Regions from separate parts of the Ovis aries genome. Here region 2 is linked to region 1. A link is a contact called in public Hi-C data. All regions are on one chromosome and are shown on one strand. The core of a region is the stretch at or near the end of the contact, and the rest is flanking DNA. Distances in the headings are between cores, read along the strand shown. Region 1 overlaps NPTN (neuroplastin). Region 2 overlaps CD276 (CD276 molecule).

Region 1 (4,725 bases), core at 864-3,363:
ATAAAAGTGTTGGCATCAAAAAGAGTCTTCTACATTCACCATTAGGGAGATAACCTTTATAAGCAAGTATAGGCACTTTTCCTTTAAGTTACTGGTACGAAAGATACTTGCAGTTTTGTGGGAACCATTTTTAGTGGCTGTGATGTATCCAAACTCTCTTTGACACTTCAGAATTAAGAGCTAGTCTAATGTGCCAAAATCAATTAGATGGTCAAAACATTGGTAGCATATGAAGCTTTACAAAGGCCAGGAATGTTGGGAAAGAAATAGGAATTGTAAAAATGATGCATGAAACACGTGTTGTCTCTTAAGCAGGGGTCATCTGAGCCAGTAACAAGTTACCTTATGAAGAAAATATAATAGGACTGAACAAGGAAGCAAATTGGAAGTAATTGTTAATCTTTCTTGGGTTTTGTGCTACTCTTCTGAGATCTTGCAAAATTTAAGTGGTTTTAGAAACCATAAAAACCTCATCCTCAGTGAGATGAGGCAGTGAAAAAGGAGCTTTGACCAATCAACTCATTTTGACATTAAAGCCATCTTTTTTGAGATGGTGGTATATCAAGTAAGCTGCTATTTACTAGGCATCGCAGAGCACCCTTCCAGATTCTGGGGCAATGTAGGCGAAGGGGAGTGAGGGTTCTAGTGCATTCGATCGGGTAGACAACATTTAGCTGAATCAGTGCGTGAAACAGCCCCACCAGGAACTTCACTCATAAGATGGATTCCAGAAGCATCTTGTTTCCATTATCCCCCAGCCCTCTTCCTCATTTAGTCAGTGGCTGTGAGTAATACCCAGCTGGAGAGAGTAGTCATTGTTTAAGTGGCTGTCTTTTGGCCTGAGGGTTTGGGGGTATGTTGATACTTGTCGGTTACTATGACTTCTTTTTTTTCCCCCCTCAATTGCATCAAACCCTTAAAACATGGTGGTAAGTGAGTGATATGCATGCTTTTGGAGTTTGTTTAATCTCCGCTTCAGTCTATACGATGCACAGTTCATAATGTTAACACTTTTCTTCAAGTTTACTTCATTCACTTTCACAACTAATTTGGATTTCAGTTTGCTGTTTAATCCTCATTTACTTTAATTTTCGTACCTTTTTTCTGTAGTTCTGTTCTTTCCCTCTCTGCCGATTTCCCTGTTAGAGGTCAACTTGTTATTTTGTTTGACCTGTAAAGAGAGAGTGGTACTGCAGATAGTGGTTCAGTTTAGGGAAATGGGAGACTTGAGGCTCTTCGTTCCTTGTAAATGTGAAAGTGAGTTTGGGGAGAGAGACGAAGGGGCTGTGAGATGTAGACACTGTTGGGAACAGCAGCTGCTCCCATTTGCAGGCATGGTGGCAGCTACACCAGAGCCACTCTTGGTAAAACCCTTTCATGCAGCCCTTTTGCACATTAATCGGCTTGTTGGGCTGGGAAATGACGTTATTAGTCAGGCACAAGGGTGTACATACATCCACATTACTGAAGAAAGAAAAGCTCATGGTGTGAAGTGCTTGGGTTGGTGCTGACATTGTCACGCTTTGAAAAGATGAGCTTGGCGGGATCGCGATTCCCTCTCCCCTGCTTTTTTTTTCTCTTAAAATTGGGAGTAGATTGGTGATATTCTTGAATCAGCTATCTTGCTTTAGAATTTTGTGTTTTCGGGTACACAGCCAGAGCACTGAAAATACTCTACGTCTGCTCCCGTCAGTCCTGCAGTGCTTAGTTCCTAGCATGTAGCTGAGCTGGTGTGGCCGGGGCGCTGAGAGCGTTGGTTGATTGTGCTGAGGGAGGATCCAGGCCAGGCTCGTGTGTCTCAGTGCCCGATGCATCTCTGTACAATTCCACCGTATAACAGCGCACAGCTGTCTTGGGTGTCTAAGTCTTAGTGCGTTCTCTGTACTGTTCAATAGTGTGCTGTTTTAGTAGTAGAATCCTGTGGACACTGGTGTGTCACTAGCCTATTGTTTTGGCTGATAAGTCATTGGTTTGTGGTTAGTTTTGTTTCTGTTTTTGTTATTTTTTGTTTGTTTTTTTTTTTTTTTTTGAAATCTTTTTTGCTCCAGTCACTGTGTGTGCTGGCGGTGGCTTTGCCTCTCCGTTGCCTCGAAGGAACAGGTGGAGCAATGTCTCCCTCTGACAGACATTACTCCTGACGTGTGCTCCTGCAGATGCCTACACTGAGACTGTAATCTCCATAACTGCTTCATGTGCACCAAGCCCCCTTGTGGAATCCTGCTGAGAGTTTTTCTAGAAGCCTTCAGTTCTGAATCATTTAGTCTACCTGACTTTTGTAAAATAAAAAGAAACTAAGAGCACTTAACTTGTTCCCCCACCTTTATGGGCCTTTAAAAAAATCTTGTGTGTCTGTGTACATACACACACACACACACACACACACACACACACACATATACACACACACATATAACCCTGATTAAAGGGAACCAAGTTGCCCTTAGTTGAAACAGGGAAGAAAAACTTGGTAAATCAGAATCAGAAAATACCAATTTAAGAAGGCACCTAAACTCCAGATAATATAAGTGTTTTGATTAAAAAAAAAAAAAAAAGATAACTCATGGCTCATCTGGGTTCAGGTTCTGGTTTTGGCCAGGGCGCAAGAATGAGCCTGTTTTTCTGTCTGAAGTCTTCTCTAGAGGGATGTCAGCACTACTCAGCTTTCTCTGGTTGGTTACAGAGCATCTTCTGGTCTGCATATGCTTGCTGCTGGCACAGCCCAGCCTGACTGACCCACTATTAGATTGAACTGTTGTGGCTTCCTCTATCTTATTCTCCAGACTCCAGACACTCGTAAAGATTACAGAACAGCAAGAACAGTGTCCTGTGGGGAAGAGAGGATGTGTGGCTAAACGTATGGCACATACACATCCATATCCATCTTACTTTGCAGGATTGAGTCAAAACTATGCATGCATTCACCACAAGAAAACAAACAGCAGGATTTTACAACTGAAATGTTGGTTTGTCTTCTCATCTATATAAGAGTGAACCACTGGAACTTGGGGACAAGATGAGTATAATAATATTGCAGCCTATCTGTCCGCTACAGTTGCAGTTTTTCATGACAAGCATTCAAAGTGTTAACTAAAACCATTGAAACAACATACCTGCCATTAAAAACCTGAATCTAGAAATAATAACTCCATGAGTGTTTTGCACCTCCAGATGGAATGGCCTTGAATAAATGCTATGAATAGCCATGTTTGCCACTTGCCGTTTGCTGTTCTATTAACCCTGATGTAGAGTCTCACAGTTTTCTCCCTTCTTCTCCTCTCTCTCAATGGATTATTAAAACCTGGATACCTGTGTAGATGATGAACCAGCTGGGCCAATGTAAGTACTTTATTGGACTTTGGTTCAGTAGTTACTGGTTGGGTTATTTTATATTTACAGTTTAATTAAAGGGCATAGCTAAGATTGTAGGGGAAGACAGTGAATGGAAAGCAGTGTTGCCGTGTAGACTTCTTAGCTGGACATGGAGCTGACTGATAGCCCTTTGACTCCCAGGACAGGCTGTACAGTTTTGTTCTTAGTAGCAATCTAAAGTGGAATACCATGCAAAAAAAATGTTTAAAATTTTGCACACCCCATATGTTTAAATTGATACTGTGGGGGAAATGACGATTATATATGAGGCTTTAGGTTTTGTTCAAGCTAGACTATAGCATGGATAAACTGCCTGGCTCCATTAAATTGTGGGTATTCAAGAGAGACAGAACTACAAATTTTGAATCAGTCCAAGATTTGCAGTCTTTCTTAGAGCTGGGGACTAAGAAGTCAGAGGCAGAAGTGTGCCCAAATTAGTTAAGTGCCAGAGAGCACAGCGCTGCCTGTATATAATTAAGAAGAGACGAGACAGTGGTGGTAAGTAGAGAAAAAACTAATCACTCACTTTTGTCGTAATTATAGTTTATAAATCAAAGCCCACGTTACCTGGGTATTATCTGCCTTGGGAGTCAAAAGGATTGATTAAGGTTGTAGGTACTTTACACAGGGTGTATTAATTGTGTATTAATATCGTGCAGTAAAATTTCTTACTATACCAGGGATGGCAGTAAGTGAAAGAGTCCCTGTATTTCCATGTGTTATACTTTGAAAAGTTGCTACTGACCTTGAGTTTAACTCTTGTAATGCAATTTTTCCTCCAAAGGAAAACCAACTCTACCAACAATCACAAAGATAAAAACTTGCGCCAGAGAAACACAAATTAAATACTACTTATAATGTAAGTATGGACTTCTAACTTTAGAAGTTTTAAGTTATATTCAAATGAATGTGCCTCTTTTGACTTTACCACAAAGTCTTCAATAGCTGATGTTATGTTGCAAGATCTTTCAGTTGATTTCAGAGCTTCCAATACTGATGGAACAAGTTGTCTGTCCAGTGAAACAACTGGAAAGGAACATTTTCAGCTGAGTTGTAAAAAACATAGATGCTTTTCAGAGTGTGTATGATTTTTCAAAGCATCACCTTACCACTTTACTTCTTTAAAAAGAGGTAAAAGTTAAATTGTCACCTTCTTAGGTGGATTATTCCTGAGGCCAGTTGGTCCCACTTTGCTTCTGGGGGCAAGGCAGAAATGGTGGCCAGGCACAGCTGGGCCGAGTGCCTACTGCTTAGGCACATGGAGATCAGAATTTCACACCACATCCCTGAGCATGCTGTTTGAACCAAAGCTTTATGTGGTGCTTGGTGTACTATTAAGTAATAGTGCATGTTCCC
Region 2 (4,725 bases), core at 705-3,204, 130 kb before region 1:
CCTCAAGGCCCCAAACTGCTCCCCTCACCTGTGAGGCAGAACCACAGCACTCCCAGGGCGGGGGCCACACTCACACCCGTGCTGCCCGGTCCACACAGCATCTTCTCGCGAGGCAGCTGGCCGCTGGGCTCTCCGTGATGGAAGGCTGCCTCTGCCTGTGAGGAAGTGAAGCTTCTGTCTCAAAAGGTCCTTACCAACCCCTCTCTCTCACCTCATCTCCCCTGGACCAGCCTGGTGGAGGCTGCAACAGCCCACTGGGAGGTCCTCCTTCCCACACCCTACAAGGCTCCCAGCTGAGGGATATTTTGAGAGATGCTGGCAGGAGGAAATTGAGTCACTGGGGAGGCTGGATCAGGGGAGGCAGGGCAGCAGGCAGATAAGATCCACCCCTTCTAAGATATTGATGTGCAAACAAAAGATAGGAGGGGCAAGGCCAAGAATAGTCAAGCCTGGCCCGCTCAGGGCAACTCAAATAGGTACACAGATCAGTTTGGCTCAGCTGGTAGAGGAGAACAAGGCTTAGAGATTAGCCAAGACATTATTTTGCTGACAAAGCATAGTCAAAGCTATGGTTTTTCTAGTAGTCATGTACAGATGTGAGAGTTGGACTATAAAGAAGGCTGAGCACCGAAGAATTGATGCTTTTGAATTATGGTGCTGGAGAAGACGAGAGTCACATGGACTGCAAGGAGATCAAACCAGTCAATCCCAAAGGAAGTTAGTCCTGAATATTCATTGGAAGGACTGATGCTCAAACTCCAATACTTTGGCCGCCTGATGTGAACAGCTGACTCATTGGAAAAGACCCTGACACTGGGAAAGATTGAGGGCAGGAGGAGAAGGGGGCGACAGAGGATGAGATGGTTGGATGGCATCACTGACTCAATGGACGTGAGTTTGAGCAAACTCCAGAGGATAGCGAAAGACAAGAAAGCCTGGCATGCTATAGTCCACAGGGTCGCAAAGAGTTGGACACAACTTAGCGACTGAACAACATGACGAGAGGTCAGAAGCTTATCCTGAAGGCAGCTGGGAGCCACTGAAGGTTCTGGAATAAAAGAATGGGTATGGCCAGAGCTGTGCGTCATAAAGATTATACTGACAGCATCTGCAGGATAAATGGGAAGAGCTGGACAGAAGAGACAAAGCAGGTCTGGGGGGAAGCAACAGCATGGAGGACAGGGCAGCGAGGGAGGGAGCAGTCGGGGTGGCCGTGGTCTGAGCCTAGGGCGCAGGTGCAGCATTCGTGGGGACAGAGAGCAGGGAAGGGTCTAGTGTAGGCTGTATGCAGTGAAAGGTATTTGTGCAGGAACTTCTTGGCGAGACTTCTGAAGGCGACCCGGTGAATGAGTGTGGGGCTCAAGGGAAAGGACATGGGCTAGTTTAACATGCATAGACTGAGTGCCCAAGACCAGTGAGAAGCGGAAGTGGCCTGTCCTGAGACTGGCCCCCGCCCGCAGACTGGAATCAGGATTGAGTGGGGTATTTCTGCAACCTCCCGGGTCCAGCCCTACTCCCAGTCTCTGGCTTCCTCCCACCCCACCCCCATTGCTGTCTGCCTTTTCCCCAGGTCTCACAGCTGCTGACTGTCACATCCTGACCAAGCCATGTGTCAACAGGGTTGCTTTATGCTATTCAATACAATTTGACAAAAATAGAAAAGGTTTCACATTCCTCAGACCACCCAGGGAGCCAGGCTGCCTGACTTGGTCCCATTTTGCAAGAGGAAAAACAAAAAAAATTAAAGCCCAGATAAGTGAGAGGACTTCATATTTTGCACAAAGTTGAGAAAGGTTTGTATTCTCCACCTCCTGCCGCACCTCTCTGCCCTTCCAGGGAGCGAATGGCATCAATAGTCGAGTCATGAGCGTCAGTTTCAGTCCCATCCCTCCCGCCTCTCCCCCTTCCCGTACACCCAGCAGCTGAGCTGAGGGAGTCCTTTAGCCAAGCCGGGTGCATCCTGCGCTCCCCCCACTACCACCTCCCAGCTGTCCACAGTGGGGAAGCCCTGAGCAGCCACTTCCTTCCGAGACAGTTCCGGTCCAAACCTGGCGGCCTCAAAGCCTTTCCGCCTGCTGAGTCAGCAGCCTTCAAGGTCCATTCATAAAGGCACCCTTGGCAGGCACCACATCATGCCTACAAGGGCCACCACAGACCAAAGGGAAATGCTGGCAGGCAGTGGCCGGCCATGCCTGCCCGTCTGCTGAAGGAATCACGGAGACTAAGGATTAAGGAGCTCTCCTTTACCCCAAGACAGAACCAAGGCCTGTCCTTCCTGGATCTCCCTCACTCTTCCCACCGCTGCCCATGCCTACCATCTCCCATCCTGACCTTGGCAGCCAGCACTCCTGGGATCCTCCCATGACTCTCCACTCTGCCCCTGCCCACCCCACACTCTGCGTCTCTCCTCTTAGGACCTGATGCAGGAATCTGCTCACATCTTTCTTCTACAAGGCCCTCACAGCGTTCCCCATTTACCACCGGAATAAACGCACACCACTCTGCCTGGCTTTCAAGCCTTTTCTGATGACTATTTCCTCCATTCATCAAGCTAATTCCTGCTGCTGCTGCTGGGTTTACTTGCCAGGGTTGCTTGGACTGGCTGCCACCTCCCTGAATGTGGGGCGGTCTCCCGATCTAATCAGGTTCCCCAAGGGCCGAGCTGTCCTTTCCTCCTGAGGGAAGGTGAGGATTCTGGGGGGTCTCTCAGTCATGTCCGACTCTTTGTGACTCCATGGACTACAGCACACCAGGCTTCCCTGTCACATCGAGTCAGTGATGCCATCCAACCATCTCATCCTCTGTCCTCCCCTTCTCCTGCCTTCAGTCTTTCCAGATTTGTTCCCTTCAACTCCTTTCCTAGACTCTGGACTCAGGGAAGTTCCTGTCTCAGGCGTTCCCTGGGGAGAAGCCTTGAGAGCCCAGAACCGAGGACAGGGAGATTGAGAGCCCAGAACCGAGGACGGGAGAGGCTCCCTCCCCGAAAGCTGGGCTCCTAGAGCTGAGGGCAGGAGAGGGGAACACATCTCAGAGAGGGATTGCTAGGCAACAGAAGCATGACCTGTGACCACTGGGACAGACTGGCTGCCCAGCACACAGAGCGTCATGGAGACGCACAGGCCTCCGGCTGCATTCACACTGCCCTGCCCACCTTTTCTACAAAGGGGAATTCTCACCCCCAGGCAGGATGGCCCTGGAGTCAGCATGTGCCACCCCTCCCGCTGAGTCACCAGCCGGTCTTCCCTCCTCCACTTCCTCCATCCTCATCTAGCCCCGTCCCAGCCAAATGTGGGAATTCCAAGGGGCCCTGGCAGGAAAGAGCACAGGCTGCCTTGGCTTTCAGAGAGAAGCAGGAGGGAGGGGCCGGGGCCACCCGAGGCCTGAGGTACAGTAAGTGCATCCAACCCCAGAAGAGGTGGAGCCACAAGAAACCTCCCCAGAGATGACCTCCATAAAGCCAAAACCAAAAATCAAGGGCTGAGGTGGACCCTATACCATGATGCCCTGGATCTGGGGATGTCTGAGGAGAATGCCTTGCCCCTACCATGACCACCAGCAGCACCCCATTTTCTCTTAACCTTCCTGCCTTTCCCCAATCCCTGCAGGGGCTGCTTGGACAACACGTCCCCCAGAAGGCAAGAAGGATCAAGTCACAGAACTAGTGTCAATCTTTGCTAACCAGCACTGGATAGAAGCATAGCTTTTGAAAACAGCAGTTAAGTCCCTGGATCCAGCTCTGCCTGAAGCAAGCTGTATACCTAGATTGCCCAGATACTTATGCCAATCTTTTTTTTTTTTTCCCTCAAGCTAGTTTGAGCTAAATTTCTCTTACCTGCAACTGAAGGTTGTTCTTGTCATTGTTTAGTCACTAAGCCGTGTCCAACTCTTTATGACCCTACATACTATAGCCGGCCAGGCTCCTCTGTCCATGGGATTCTCCAGTCAAGAATACTAGAGTGGGTGGCCATTTCCTTCTCCAGGGGATCTTCCCAACCCAGGGATCGAATGCATATCTTCTGTGTGGCAGGCAGATCCTTTACCACTGAGCCACCTGGGACCCACCTTGAATATATATTCCTGTATTTAGTTATTCACTGAACTATTCACTGAGTGCCTGGTAGGCAGGCACTGGGGACAGAGAGAGGACTAAGCTGTGTCTGTCCTCAAGGAACCTGAGTTAAATGCATAGAAATTACTGCAGTTCAGTACAGAGTACTATTTAAGTTAATTGAGAGCTATTTGGAGGCACATGATAACCCTAAGGGTGAGTCCTGACAAGTGATGAGCAGCTTCACAGGTAATTCAGTTCAGTTGCTCAGTCATGTCCGATTCTTTGAGACTCCGTGGACTGCAGCACACCAGGCCTCCCTGTGTATCACCAACTCCCAGACTTTACTCAAACTCATGTCCATTGAGTCAGTGATGTCATCCAACCATCTCATCATCCCCTACTCCTCCCGCCTTCAATCTTTCCCAGCATCAGGGGCCAAAGTCCTGGAGTTTCAGTTTCAGCATCATTCCTTCAAAAGAAATCCCAGGGCTGAGCTCCTTCAGAGTGGACTGGTTGGATCTCCTTGCAGTCCAAGGGACTCTCAAGAGTCTTCTCCAACACCACAGTTCAAAAGCATCAATTCTTCAGTGCTCAGGCTTTCCTCCATACTAACATGTATGGATGTTAGTCCATCTCTAACATCCATACATGACTACTGGAAATTCCATAGCTTT

The links. A called contact is a pair of places that touch in the nucleus more often than the background predicts.
Region 2: a Hi-C map of hypothalamus shows a contact between it and region 1, with 6 times the contacts expected there. The contact joins two enhancer-like sites. A contact is called at or near these places in 9 of 16 Hi-C or Micro-C datasets (blood, hypothalamus, liver and 5 more).

The regions. Positions count from the first base shown.
Region 1 is chr7:20,193,114-20,197,838 of ARS-UI_Ramb_v3.0, reverse strand. NPTN (neuroplastin) reads left to right here. Exons shown (of 8, transcript XM_042252141.2): 6 at 3,315-3,336; 7 at 4,154-4,228. The coding sequence ends at 4,214. Among named protein-coding and RNA genes, the nearest start is that of NPTN, 63 kb to the left of the region's middle. Within about 2 kb of position 2,113, at least 6 of the 54 cell types and tissues checked have an H3K27ac peak or open chromatin away from gene starts, as enhancers often do. A contact at or near this core is called in hypothalamus, where this site is marked.
Region 2 is chr7:20,322,725-20,327,449 of ARS-UI_Ramb_v3.0, reverse strand. CD276 (CD276 molecule) reads right to left here. Exons shown (of 10, transcript XM_027971575.2): 2 at 29-155. Among named protein-coding and RNA genes, the nearest start is that of INSYN1, 54 kb to the left of the region's middle. Within about 2 kb of position 1,954, at least 7 of the 54 cell types and tissues checked have an H3K27ac peak or open chromatin away from gene starts, as enhancers often do. A contact at or near this core is called in hypothalamus, where this site is marked.